2 separate regions of the Mus musculus genome follow, and region 1 is linked to region 2. A link is a contact called in public HiChIP or PLAC-seq data. All regions are on one chromosome and are shown on one strand. The core of a region is the stretch at or near the end of the contact, and the rest is flanking DNA. Distances in the headings are between cores, read along the strand shown. Region 1 holds the start of Arntl (aryl hydrocarbon receptor nuclear translocator-like). Region 2 has its middle 8.0 kb from the start of Gm39071.

What was found. HiChIP or PLAC-seq counts read pairs in DNA pulled down with a chosen protein or histone mark.
Region 1: a FOXA1 HiChIP or PLAC-seq map of pancreatic cancer cells shows a contact between it and region 2. The contact joins the promoter of Arntl here to the enhancer-like site in region 2. A contact is called at or near these places in 2 of 39 promoter capture datasets (cranial neural crest and liver) and 6 of 115 datasets of contacts at active chromatin or transcription factors (astrocytes, embryonic forebrain, embryonic limb bud and 2 more).

Annotation. Positions count from the first base shown.
Region 1 is chr7:113,205,854-113,211,503 of GRCm38.p6, reverse strand. Arntl (aryl hydrocarbon receptor nuclear translocator-like) reads right to left here and starts at 4,039. Exons shown (of 20, transcript NM_007489.4): 1 at 3,860-4,039.
Region 2 is chr7:112,176,898-112,182,896 of GRCm38.p6, reverse strand. No RefSeq gene overlaps it. Among named protein-coding and RNA genes, the nearest start is that of Gm39071, 8.0 kb to the left of the region's middle. Within about 2 kb of position 2,501, at least 72 of the 459 cell types and tissues checked have an H3K27ac peak or open chromatin away from gene starts, as enhancers often do. A contact at or near this core is called in pancreatic cancer cells, where this site is marked.

The sequences.
Region 1 (5,650 bases), core at 2,790-5,289, 1.0 Mb before region 2:
ATCCCATCAGCAGGATGCCGATGGGATGCAGATATAGAGAAAAAGCAAGTTGGCCATTAGTGATGAAGGATGCAATCAAAAGCTGGGCTATGAAAGTATTGGGGCTCTAAACCCCCTAACAAAACTGCCTGGTTGAACAGCTGGGAGAGAGGGGCATGAAGAGCTCTAAGCTCCAGGATGGTGTGCTGATTCTGGGGAAGAGTGCTTGAAGATAGGCTGCAAGCCTGTAACCCCACAGGACACTACAGGAATCTGCCATAGCTAAAGCAGGAGGGAGTGGGGCTTGACTAGAGATGGAACTGTGGAGGTGGGGGTTGGGGGTGAGGAGGCAGCATGAGCAGAAGGTAGATGCTGACCTTCAGCAGGAACAGGAAGGGAATCAAGAAAGCAACATGACCTAAAGGTACAAGGAAGAGGTGACTGACTTCCAGAGAGTGAAAGGCAAACAAAATCAAGCTGCAAAGGGACCGACCAAGACAACCTGGAATTCAAGACTTAGAAAGTTTTTACAAGTCTGAAGAAATATACAGAAGGAAAGTAGGGAGAAAATCCTCAGCAGGAGAATGTTCAGCTCTAGGACAGTCTGGCATCCAGCAAGGAGATATCCAGACTCAGGGGCACCTAGTATGGGAAAAGCCTGGTGTACAAGAGGCTCACAATAGACCTGTTTCTTCCTATTCCCAAATCAAGACAAAAAGGTTCCACTGAGACTGGTGGGGTTTCTGAGGGCAGAGAGCACAAAGGATGTTCTAGTGACAGGAGCCTGGCAGAGGTGGGAGGGAGTGGCATCTGGCACTGAGGAGAGGCTTCCTGTGTGCTAGGCATTTGACATGCATCATGTCCTGTCATCCTCCAAGAGGCAGGCACTGTCACCGGCACCCAAGGAGCAGCAGGGAGGTCAGAGAAGCCGGGCACGTGTCCAAAGCCACAGGGCTCCAACCCAAGTCCAGCTCCTTCTTCCACCAGAACCCAGGGGCTCCTGCCTATTCGAGAGCAGTGGGAAAAGCAGTGTTTTCTGCCATCTGAGAAAAGGGGAAGGCACAGAGGGGAGACTGGACAGGGTGCTCTGAATGGGGAAAAAATGCCAAGGAGTGAAAGTCATAGCAGGTGGATGGAGGGGAGGAGAAAGGTTTAGGGTCCATCTGCCTGCGTCCCGTGATGAAGTGACAACAGAGAAGACTGACAGAAAAGAGCATGCTTGTGTCCCTGAGCTCCCCGATTAACCTCAAAAGTCTAGAAAGGGTTTTGTCTTTTCTATTTTCCCTGCAAACGCCTATATCAGATAGCACCACACCGAAGCCACCATCTGAAACTGCCATGCTGTCAGGGACAGGAGCTCTTTCATCTTCACATTCTCCTACCACAGTGGGGCGATGATGGAATCATAGAAAGAAAGAAAGCTCAGAGACAGAAAGCAGACTGTCCGATGCACACAGATAAAATCATTCATTTTTGCATGCTCATATGCAGAGCTATTAATATGGCCAGGTCTTTCCGTGGCGCTTATGCATACATGAGTCCCAGTGAGACTGGGGATGTGAAGGAATAAATCTGAAAACACGGCCACTTCCTTTTCCTGCCCCGTGGCATGTAAACCTCTTCTACAAATAGCAGTGATACGGGTGAATCGTCATCAATTATAAATCATTTGAAATGGATCCCTTTAAACACCATCTGTTGATCTACTTAACTGTCCCATGAAAAAAGGACTTTCACTCAATTGTTCTGACAGCTCCAGGAGGTAGATGCCTATCCTGATTCAAATTTATTCAATACTGGGAGGCATATAGAACCTAAGAGTGGTAGAAATCTTTGACATCCCTTAGATCAACTGTCTGACTTTTCATCAGAGGTGAACATAACCCAGAAAGGTGTAGTAATTTGCTCTTCGTAGCAAAGCCACCTGGTTCCAGTCAGGGCTAGAACCTAGTTTCATGCCTCCTAACTCCCAGGTTACCACTCTTCTACGCCTTATCAAAGCCTCTCCCATTTTAAGCAGCAGAGATTGGAACAAAGTACAAATTTAACTGCTGTTTTAACATCGTCATTATTCACTGGCAACATCTAAGATAGAACCAAAGTGCTGCTACAGATCCAGCTTCCGCTGATACACCCAATTTCAAATCTGCCTAGAAAATTTCTAACCCTTCTAAATATGTTCAACAACCCATTTTAAAAGACTTAGCAATAATATAAACCCAGGAACAAAGAATAAACTTAAGGATTACATTTTGTATTTAAAAATATATCTATATATATATTGGAACTTCACTGGTATGGGAATCAAATTTAACAGCAGCGAACCATCCTCCCCTCTTTCTTGCAAGCACAGGGAGCCTGAGATTATTCAAAACTGCTCAAGAGCAGCAATGATTATTTTAAGCTCATGATTCAACTAGTACATTAATTAGAAAATCCACCAACCCAAATTGACAGATCCTGGTATCAATGGGAACTTAAGAATAAAAATAATAGTTGTTAAGTAAAAATAGATTGAAAGAGGGCACAGCAGCAAATGTGAAAAGGAAAAATGACAAGCAAGAGCAGTAGGAAAAAAAGCATTTAATGATCAGTTTTCCTGGACATAAAAACAAAACCCACAACGAAGATCTTGGCAATACTGGTACTGTCAAAAAGTAATTGGTCGTGATTACAGTCTCTGATTTTTGGAAGTTAGGTGAGAAAACTTGATTAATGATTTCTTACTTTAAAAGTAGCAACTTAAGACAGGAGAGGAGCCAGATCTCAAGGGGTCAGAGGGTCAAAACTAGGCTAAATGTAGGGAAAGGACTGGAGAAGGTGCACCCCGAACAGGTAAGGGGCGATCATGTCAGCTTGGCCAGCGCAACTCTGACAGACACACACACCGGTGTCCAACGCACTCATTTCCGAACACAACCCGCTACGCGACCCCGGGGATGGCTTCCATGTGCGCCCCGAGTCTGCCTAAAATTCTATCTTTGACTTCTCCCTGCAAACCCGAGCACCCCAAGCTGTCTACACTGGGGTAATCTCCAGTGGAAACCTTCCTCTTCCCCGATTATCTGTCAAACCCGCATCGGAGTGAAGCCTCTGCTGCGCACTCCTTGGGTCTCTGACGCCTACCGGGCACAGGGCACAGTCCCCACGCCATCGGGTACCTACTCCCAGACCCAACGGGGAAGACACATCCTCCAGGACCACCCAGGTACCGGACAGCGCAGGCCCGACGGCTGTCCGTGGGCCTGGTCCAAGCCAGCCAGGGGATTCCCGGGGTCCGCGCCAGCCCCAAGACAGGCCATAGGGACGTACCAGTACGGACTCCCCGACTTGACGGAGACGCCCTCCCCGCCCCCACCCGGCTCCCGAGGGAGAAGTGTAGAAGGGTTGACCAGGCAAGCGCCGCATAGCATCGTTCTGCCCGCGTCCCGGCCATCTCCTCGGGGATCCAGAAGCTCCCGGGGATGTATCCCGGAGCTCTTCCCAGGTTCGGGTCATTGCTGCCACCCGGTACTGCTGTCTCTTTAAGAGGCCGCTGGCCGCCCCCTCCCGAGCCAGGTGGTGATGCCCGCGCGGGGAAGGTGGGCGCACCCGCTGACAGCGTCCCAGGGTCCCCCCAGTCCTCCCCCGCCCGCTGTGCAGCCCAGGCGGGGAAGATGGGGGTGCGCGGGAGCGGCGCCTTTAAGGGGCGCAGCCTCCCCGAGGCTAGGTGGGGGCTGGGAGCCGCACGGGCCCTTTAAGGCCGGCAGCGGGCACGTCGGGCAGGGCTCCCGGCGGCCCGGCTGCGCCGCGGGCGGGGGCGGTGCGCCCGCCCGGGAACTCGCGACCCCCGACGGGACGCCCCGAGACGGCTGCTGCCCGCAGCCATGCCGACACTCACCGTGGCTCGCTGCGAGCGCCCGCGCCCGCACCCGCACTCGGATCCCGCGGCGGCGGCGGCGGCAAGTCCGGCGCGGGTAAACAGGCACCTCCGTCCCTGACCTACTTTCTGCCTTCCCTAAATGTCGCACCACTAACCTACTTTCCGACCAATCCGCTCCCCGCCGGCCCAGGCCCGGCCCCCCGCCCACCAATCGCTGTGCCCAACCCCCCTTCCCCGCCCACCAATGGAGGAGCCGCGCAGCCCGGATACCTGCCTCTTCCCGTTAGCCAATCAGAGAGAGCGAACGGAGTTGTCTTGGCGGACAACCCAAACCAATTCGCGTTCTGCTCTGCGTTAGGCTAGCCAATCGAGTGACCGATAGGAAAGCCTCTGACCAATGGCAAGACGGCAGGGCTGGTTTACCTGCTACTTTCCCTTCACCAATCATTTGGCGCACAGAAGCACACGCCCCGAGGAGTGGACCAATTGGCACGCTCTGTGGATTTCTTGCCCCAGCCCTCGGTTTTCCCCCTCAGGTCTAAAGCTCGCTGAGGCCACTGCGTTGCGGACTCTGCGAGCTCGCCGTTGTCCCCTGCTCCTCAGCCGCGTCCCTGGCTAGTGACTGCCTCTCAGCTCTCCCTCCTCCTCCGTCCCCTTCCTGGCTCGCAGAACACTGAGAAAACGCCGCATCTCTTCGCCCATCCCTCTCCAGCTCCATCTAGGAAACCACATTTTAGGAACACAGAGTGACAGAACCTTCCTGAAACCCCTGGCTTGTCCTAGTCGGAACCACAGCGCTAATAGCTAGCGCATTTAGAAGACTTTTCCTTCCGACGACTAACCGGATCGCGCGTTCTTTTTTTTTTTTTTTTTTTTTTTCTCTTGACCTCCAAGCGTCCAGTGGAGCTGTCATTCCCGATCGGAAGAGAAGTCTCCCGGGGGTGGTGGCGTAGTCTGTAATTCCAACCCTCAAGAAGCTGAGGCAGGGGCATAATCGCGAGTACTGAGCTAGCCGGGGCCACAGGGTGAGACCTGAGCAAGATTCTATTACATGTTATGGACATGGCCCTAGCAAATGTACTTTGCAAAAGTATCAAAGGAGCGGGAAAGAAAGAAAAGTTGCAAAGTTGTTTGTTTGGGTGGTTAGTTGTTCTGTTGTAGCCCTAGCTATCCTGGAACTCCTGTAGATCATCAAGCTGGCTTTGAATCCAATTCACAGAGATCCGCCTGCTTTTGCCTCCCGAGGCACCACCTGCTCAGAGATTTATTTATTTATTTTTAAAGAAAGAGACAGAGAGAGGGGAGGAAGAGGAGGGAGGGAGAAATAGAGAGAGAGGGGGAGAGGGAAAGAAGTTGTCTTGTTTCTACCTTCAAACAACTGGCAAACCTTCTAAATGTTAAACTTCCTGATAGCAAGGCCACTTCGTCCTTTTTGAACCATGTGTGCTCCCTCCCCTTTAGCATGTGCTGGAGGGGCCTGGGTGGGGTGTTGGGGATAGGGCTGACACCCAGAAAGTACTCTGCAAATGTGGGCTGGATCCATGAACAAATGGGATCAAAACACTCGACTCACTTATGTGAAGTGGACCAGCTCGTGTGACTATAGAATGAATTCTAGACAGGCAGGTTCCTGGGACACAAGGCAGCATTTCAATGCTTATAAAGCCATGACCCATGTCCAGCCCTTTGCAAGGCACACAGCCTTGGTTGAAATGTGAATTGGCTTCAAGACCAAAGAACTTCATGGGTAACTTCCCACTTCCCCTGAGTTTCAAAGCAGATTTATTCTTTCTCTGTCCTGTTCTGTGA
Region 2 (5,999 bases), core at 1,252-3,751:
GAAGGGGGAGACCCAAGAGAAGAGATGATGGTGGTGATGATGATAATGGTGGTGGTAGTGGTGATTATGTGTATGCTGTGGATATAGTGTGTGTGTGTGTGTGTGTGTGTGTGTACTTGCCATGGAATGTATGTACAAGTTAGAGGGCAACTTTAGGGAGTTGTTTCTCTCCTTCTACTGTGTGTTTCGGGGATTGTCCTGCTTGTGAGGCGTGCTATTTTACCCTTTGAGCCTTCTCATTTGCCTCAGATGAGAATCTTGCTTCATGACCTGGCAACATTCTTTCCCTCAGTGGGACTCAGTTTCCCCACTGGAGAAGTGTAGAATTGTCGGCTCTATCAACTCTGACTTAATTATTCTGAGCCCTAAAAACCTGAAGATGGCTAGAGAGAGATGGCTCATGGGTAGAAGCATTTCCTGCTAAGCCTGACATGTAGCTTCAAACCCAGCACCCACGAGATAAGGAGAGAACCAACTCCCACATACAAGCTGTGACCTGTACCCCCAACTCAAACTAAGTACATAAATGTAATCATAAAAAAGAACTGGAAATCTGGGTGGTGGTGGCGCATGTTTTTAATCCCAGCCCTTGGGAGGCAGAGGTAGGTGGATCTCTGAGTTCAAGGCCAGCCTGGTCTACAGAGTGAGTTTCAGGGTAGTCAAGACAAAAAAAAAAAAAAAAAAAAAAAAAAAAAAAAAAGAAAGAAAGAAAGAAAGAAAGAAAGCAAGCAAGCAAGCAAAACAAACAAACAAACAAACAAACACCCAGTAGAACATGTGATGTGGATTGTGGTTTGGGGACTGTCTGTGACCAGGCTGTGTGGATGAGGGAACACATCCACTCGCTAGGTGGGCACCTTCACCTGTGGCTCTGAGGTTCTCAGAAGAGACTGGTGAGCGAAGGGCCCCAGTGGAAGGTTTACTGTGGGACTGGGTCACAGAGGCTTATGGGATGGGGTCACTGGGTCAGCCTGAAACATTTTTCTACAGCATCCAGAGAAGTTTCTGCTATTGATCTTTGTCAATCCTTTAAAACTCCAGAGAGCATCTCAGTCATTAATGCTGGCTTGATAGCGGGAGGGTCCGACTGGGGCTCCAGAACCCCTGGTTTGTTTGTTTGTTTGTTTGTTTGTTTGTTTAAAATAACAATCATTTTTAAGAGCCATGTGTGGTGGTGTGTGCTTGGAATCACAGCACTGCTGCGGAGACAGGCAGATCTCAGGCTCACTGGCCAGCCAGACTAGGCTACTCAGTGAGTTCTAGGTCAGTGAGCAATCTGTCTCAAAAATCAAGGCGAGCAATGCCTGAGGAGAGACATCTGAAGCTGCGCTCTGACCTCCACACCTGTGTGTGCATACATGAGAGTGTGTGTGTGTGTGTGTGTGTGTGTGTGTGTGTGTACTGATGGGGGGAGATTGGAGGGGAGACAGACATGATCCAGTAGAACAGGGATGGATAATCCATCTTCCTCAGGCCAAACACTCGTCACTTCATTTTCTAAATCTCACACAGCCACCATGGCCCAGTGTGAATGCCTCCATGTGACTTTGCCAGGTCATGTTGGTCTCTTCTACCAACTACCAAAGAATCCTATGTCCTTTCTTGTGCTAACTGCTGCTGGTGTGTGTGTGTGTGCATCTGTGTGTTTCCAATCTAGTAAAATACATACAGAATCCCAAAGCCTTAGAACCAGGGTGGGAAGTGGAGCTAAAGATAACATTACTCTTTTGTTTATCTTTGTTTGTCAGATGGTCTCTCTGTTTTAGTCCAGGATACTCTAGTTCACAATCCTGTTGTCTCAGTCTCTCAAGCACTGGAATTACAGCTGTGTACCACAATGCCTAGCTCTGAATTCTATTTTCTTAACATGTTAAAATGCCAAGACATCAGATCTGTTGGATGAAACAAAATATAGTATCCAAATTAATTTTTATTTGCTTCGTATACTTATTTTGATGTAGCTGTTAGAGGAAAAAAGCACAGATGACTTTCGTGTTCCCTGCCTGTGGTGGCAGTCATCTTTGTCTCAGACAGAGATGTGTTGTGCTTGAGAGTCCCACTGAGAAGGTGAGGAAGGGAAGAGCTCCGGGTGCCTCTGGGACTTCCGATGTTCTAGGAAACTGCCATCTTATTTTACCTTCCTGGTACCCTGTGTTGGGGTGATGGGGGGCAGCAACGGGAGAGACCAATAGACACACCAAGACAGAGCTAAGGGAAGGAGTGGCCAACCCATCTGCCTTCTGCCTTCCCAATGCAGACCGCCTGGTTCCCCAGCTTCCCAGCTTGGGCGTGGTCTTCCAGGCTCTCTGCCAGTCCCTCCAGATCCAAATGGTCTCATGAGTGCCAGCCACACGCCCTTCTCCCCCGCCCCCCCCCCCCGCCTCTTCTTCAACAACTATGTAGCTGTGCCAGAGTAGTCTTTAATGAAGTCTTTTGAGTCAGGCAGCTGGGCCTGTCGGAGCTAGGTTCTAGTGCAGATGTCTCCCAGTCTCCGAATCAAAGTCCTAAGTCCAAAATGTCCGCCCCAGTCTGGTGGCAGCTGGCACTGCAGCTATAGCTGCTCTGGAAAGTAATGATGAGACCACAAGGTGGCGCTGTTCCCACGGCCCTCCACCCTTAACCATCCCCACCCTCTTCCTGAAACCTCAGGCCATATTTGCATCCAACGTAAACATTTCAGCTTTGGGAAAAGGCTCTGGATGGGTTGTTGGGTTTGTTTGTTTGTTTTTCCCTCTCAGCCTTCAGCTGCCAAAGGTTGCTCAGATTTCGGAATTCTGCTGCAACAAATGCTCCTCTGGGTGCACACTTAAATGTTGAGCAGGTTTTAGACCCAAGGCCAAGTCCTGCTCCAAATGAATTCTGTACCCAGAGGTATGCCTAATACTTTGGAGAAGAGCACCCGCATCGCACAAACACCCTGTGGGTGTTCACGGGTGTAAGCACGAGGGCAGGGGAAGGACGATGATGACCTCCACAGATCAATCAATGTGGTTCCTTACTAAGGGATGCTGGCTGGTTGGTTGGTTTGAGATGAGATTTTATCACATAGACCAGGCTGGCCTCGAACTCACAATCTTCTAGGCCTCGAAAATGCGTAGATCACAGGCATGGAACCCCCCCCCCCCGCCAAACACACACACACACACACATCTCACTTATCTTTAGGATTTTATTTTTAAATATCTAAAGCTTACAAAGAAGTAAAATATGTAGCAGCAGGGTGAGTTTTAAAACATAACCACTGCTTTTGGCTACAGCCATGGGCTAAAGGGATCCCTGCTGCAGCCACTCTGGAACGTGGCTTGAGAAGCTCAGGCCAGGCCTGAGTTAAGGGGAGACTCAAGGGGGTTGTATGCTACTCTGTGATGGCTTCATTTTAAAGTCCAAGTCTGCAAACGCAGCTATTACAACTCAGAGGGTTTTGGTTTTTGTTTCTTCTGTTTTTTTATTTTCTCTGTGTCCAGAGTGTCCTCAGACTATTCTGCTCGTGGAGAGTGGCATCTGAAGCTCCTGACCTGTTCCGTCCACCTTACCCCTTTCAGCATCTTTATACTCAAGACCCTCAGGACTCCTGAGAACAGGAGAGGACAGAGACAGCCAAAGCACAGAGACAGAAGTAGACTCACTTTAGAGCACACACTATGTCTATAAAGATAAAACTTAAGCCAAGTACAGCAGCTGGCACCTGTGTAGTTCCAGCACACGGGAGGCTGAGGTCAGAGGACTGGGAGTTCAATACCTGGGCTATCTTGTATGACTCTCTTTTTTCCTTTAAAAAGATTTATTTTGTATATGAGCGCTCTTTCTACATGTACACCTGCATGCCAGAAGAGGGCATCAGATCCCATTATAGATTGTTGTGAGCCACCCTGCAGTTGCTGGGAATTGAAATTAGAACCTCTGGAAGAACAGTCAGTGCTCTTAACTGCTGAGCCATCTCTCCAGCCCCATGACTCTGTTTCAAACGAGAAAATACTATGCACTGAGCTGGGGCAATGGTTCAGTTGGCGAGGTGCTTGCCCTGCAAGTGTCAGGACTGAGTTTAGATCCCTAGAACCCATATAAAAAGTGAGCTCTGTGGTCTGTAACCCTGACACTGGGGAGAGGAAACAGAGACAGATGGGTCCTTAAAGCATATTCATCAATTAGACTAGCCTAGCTAGTGAGGTCCAGGTTTAACACAAAACCCTGTCTTAAAACAAGACAAACATCAACCCCTGACTTCCCTGGGCATGCACATGGATACCCCTTCCACACACACAATGCAGTGACACAGACAACTACACACATTACATCACAGCACACACACACACACACACACACACACACACACACACACACACACACACTAAATAATAGCATTTGGTACTCCCATAACAATTCTATGCAATAATCTAGAGTTGTGTTTAAGGTAGAATTCATGGAAAACATTAGACACTATGAAGAAGGGGCTGGGGACACAGCACAGTGGTGGCACACACCTATGATCCCAGCACTCAGGACCTGAAGACAAGATTATTAGAAGTTCAAGGTTGTCCACAGTTATATAGTGAATTTGAAGGCAGTCTGGGCTACTACGGAAAACCCAGTCTCAAGAAAATAAATAAGGTAGCAGTTGAAAGTGGCTCTGAGAAGAATGTCACTTTATTCAGTGATGTAGCTGCTGATATGCTGCTCCAGTAAATGGCCCCCTACCCATGCTTACACAGGTAGCCATACTTAAACTCAGTGGATAACGCATGCACAAAAAAGGGACAGACTTGTAAATAAGGGTTTCAGCAGGAGAGGGGGATAGCAAGAGTAATTTGAGTGAGACGGGATAAAATTATAAATGTATATTGATATTTAATGTATAAATTAATATGTAAATTTATATAAATAAAATATAAACTTATATGCAACAGTCAAAGAATAAAAAACAAACTAAGGGCCAGCAAAACAGTTCAGCAGGTGAAGGCACTTGCCACTAGGGCTGGTGACACTAGGTCTGGTAACACTAGGGTGTGTGTCCTGAGTTTGATCCCTGGGACCCACATAGCAGAAGAGGACATGATACCAAAAGGTGACCTCTCACCTCAACAGGTGCACTAATAACGTGCATGTACACATGTGTGTGTGTGCACAAAAAGGTAAAACACTAAATCTAAAATACAACAATTAAAAATTAAGAACAAATACATAAGTAAAAAATGTTAAAGGATGCTGACACACAAGTAATGCGTAAGGAGTTAGAGCAGAGCTTGCCATTGCTGAGATCAGGACCTCTGCCTTCTTAGCTCTTATATCTCTGGGCCAAGTATGATGGCACCTCTGTTGTGTTCCACACAGTCTCCCGATGACTAAACAGTATGACATAGACACATAAATAAATAGTCGGTCCCTAAGATACACAATTAAAATCCTGCCCAAGTCACCGCCATCTCCATCACCCACACAGACAGATGCTTTCCCTGGGTGCCTCGAGGAGAGAGAAGGCCCTAAGCCCAAAGATCTTTATCTTGTGTCGCTGAGAAGAACAGCAGCCAGGGTGAAGGCAGGCTTTGAACAGTGCTGGTCCCTGCATCATGGCTACTGTTCAGCTCTTCCATTCAGATAATATGTTCTTTCTACTCATTCTGAATGGCTAAGCCTGAGTCCTGAAATATACATCACAGGTGGTTCAGATAGGATGTGCAGTCATGTGACAATTCAGCACCAAAACTCTGTGGTGGTTGACTGAGAAATCTATGCCACAGACATTTGAACACATGGTCTCTGGTTAGTTACACTATTTTGGAAGGTTTAGGGGGTGTGGCCTTGCTGGAGGAAGTCTGTCACTAGGGGTGGGCTTGGAGAGTTTGTAGTCTCACCCAGGTCTAGTTCACTCTCTCTATTTTGGGCCAGCAGTTGAGAAGTGATGTCTCAGCTCCCCATTCCTCCACACAGCTGCCACTGTAGCCATGTCTCCCCATGATGGTGAACTCTTACCCGCTGGAACTGTAAGCCAAAATAAATGCTTT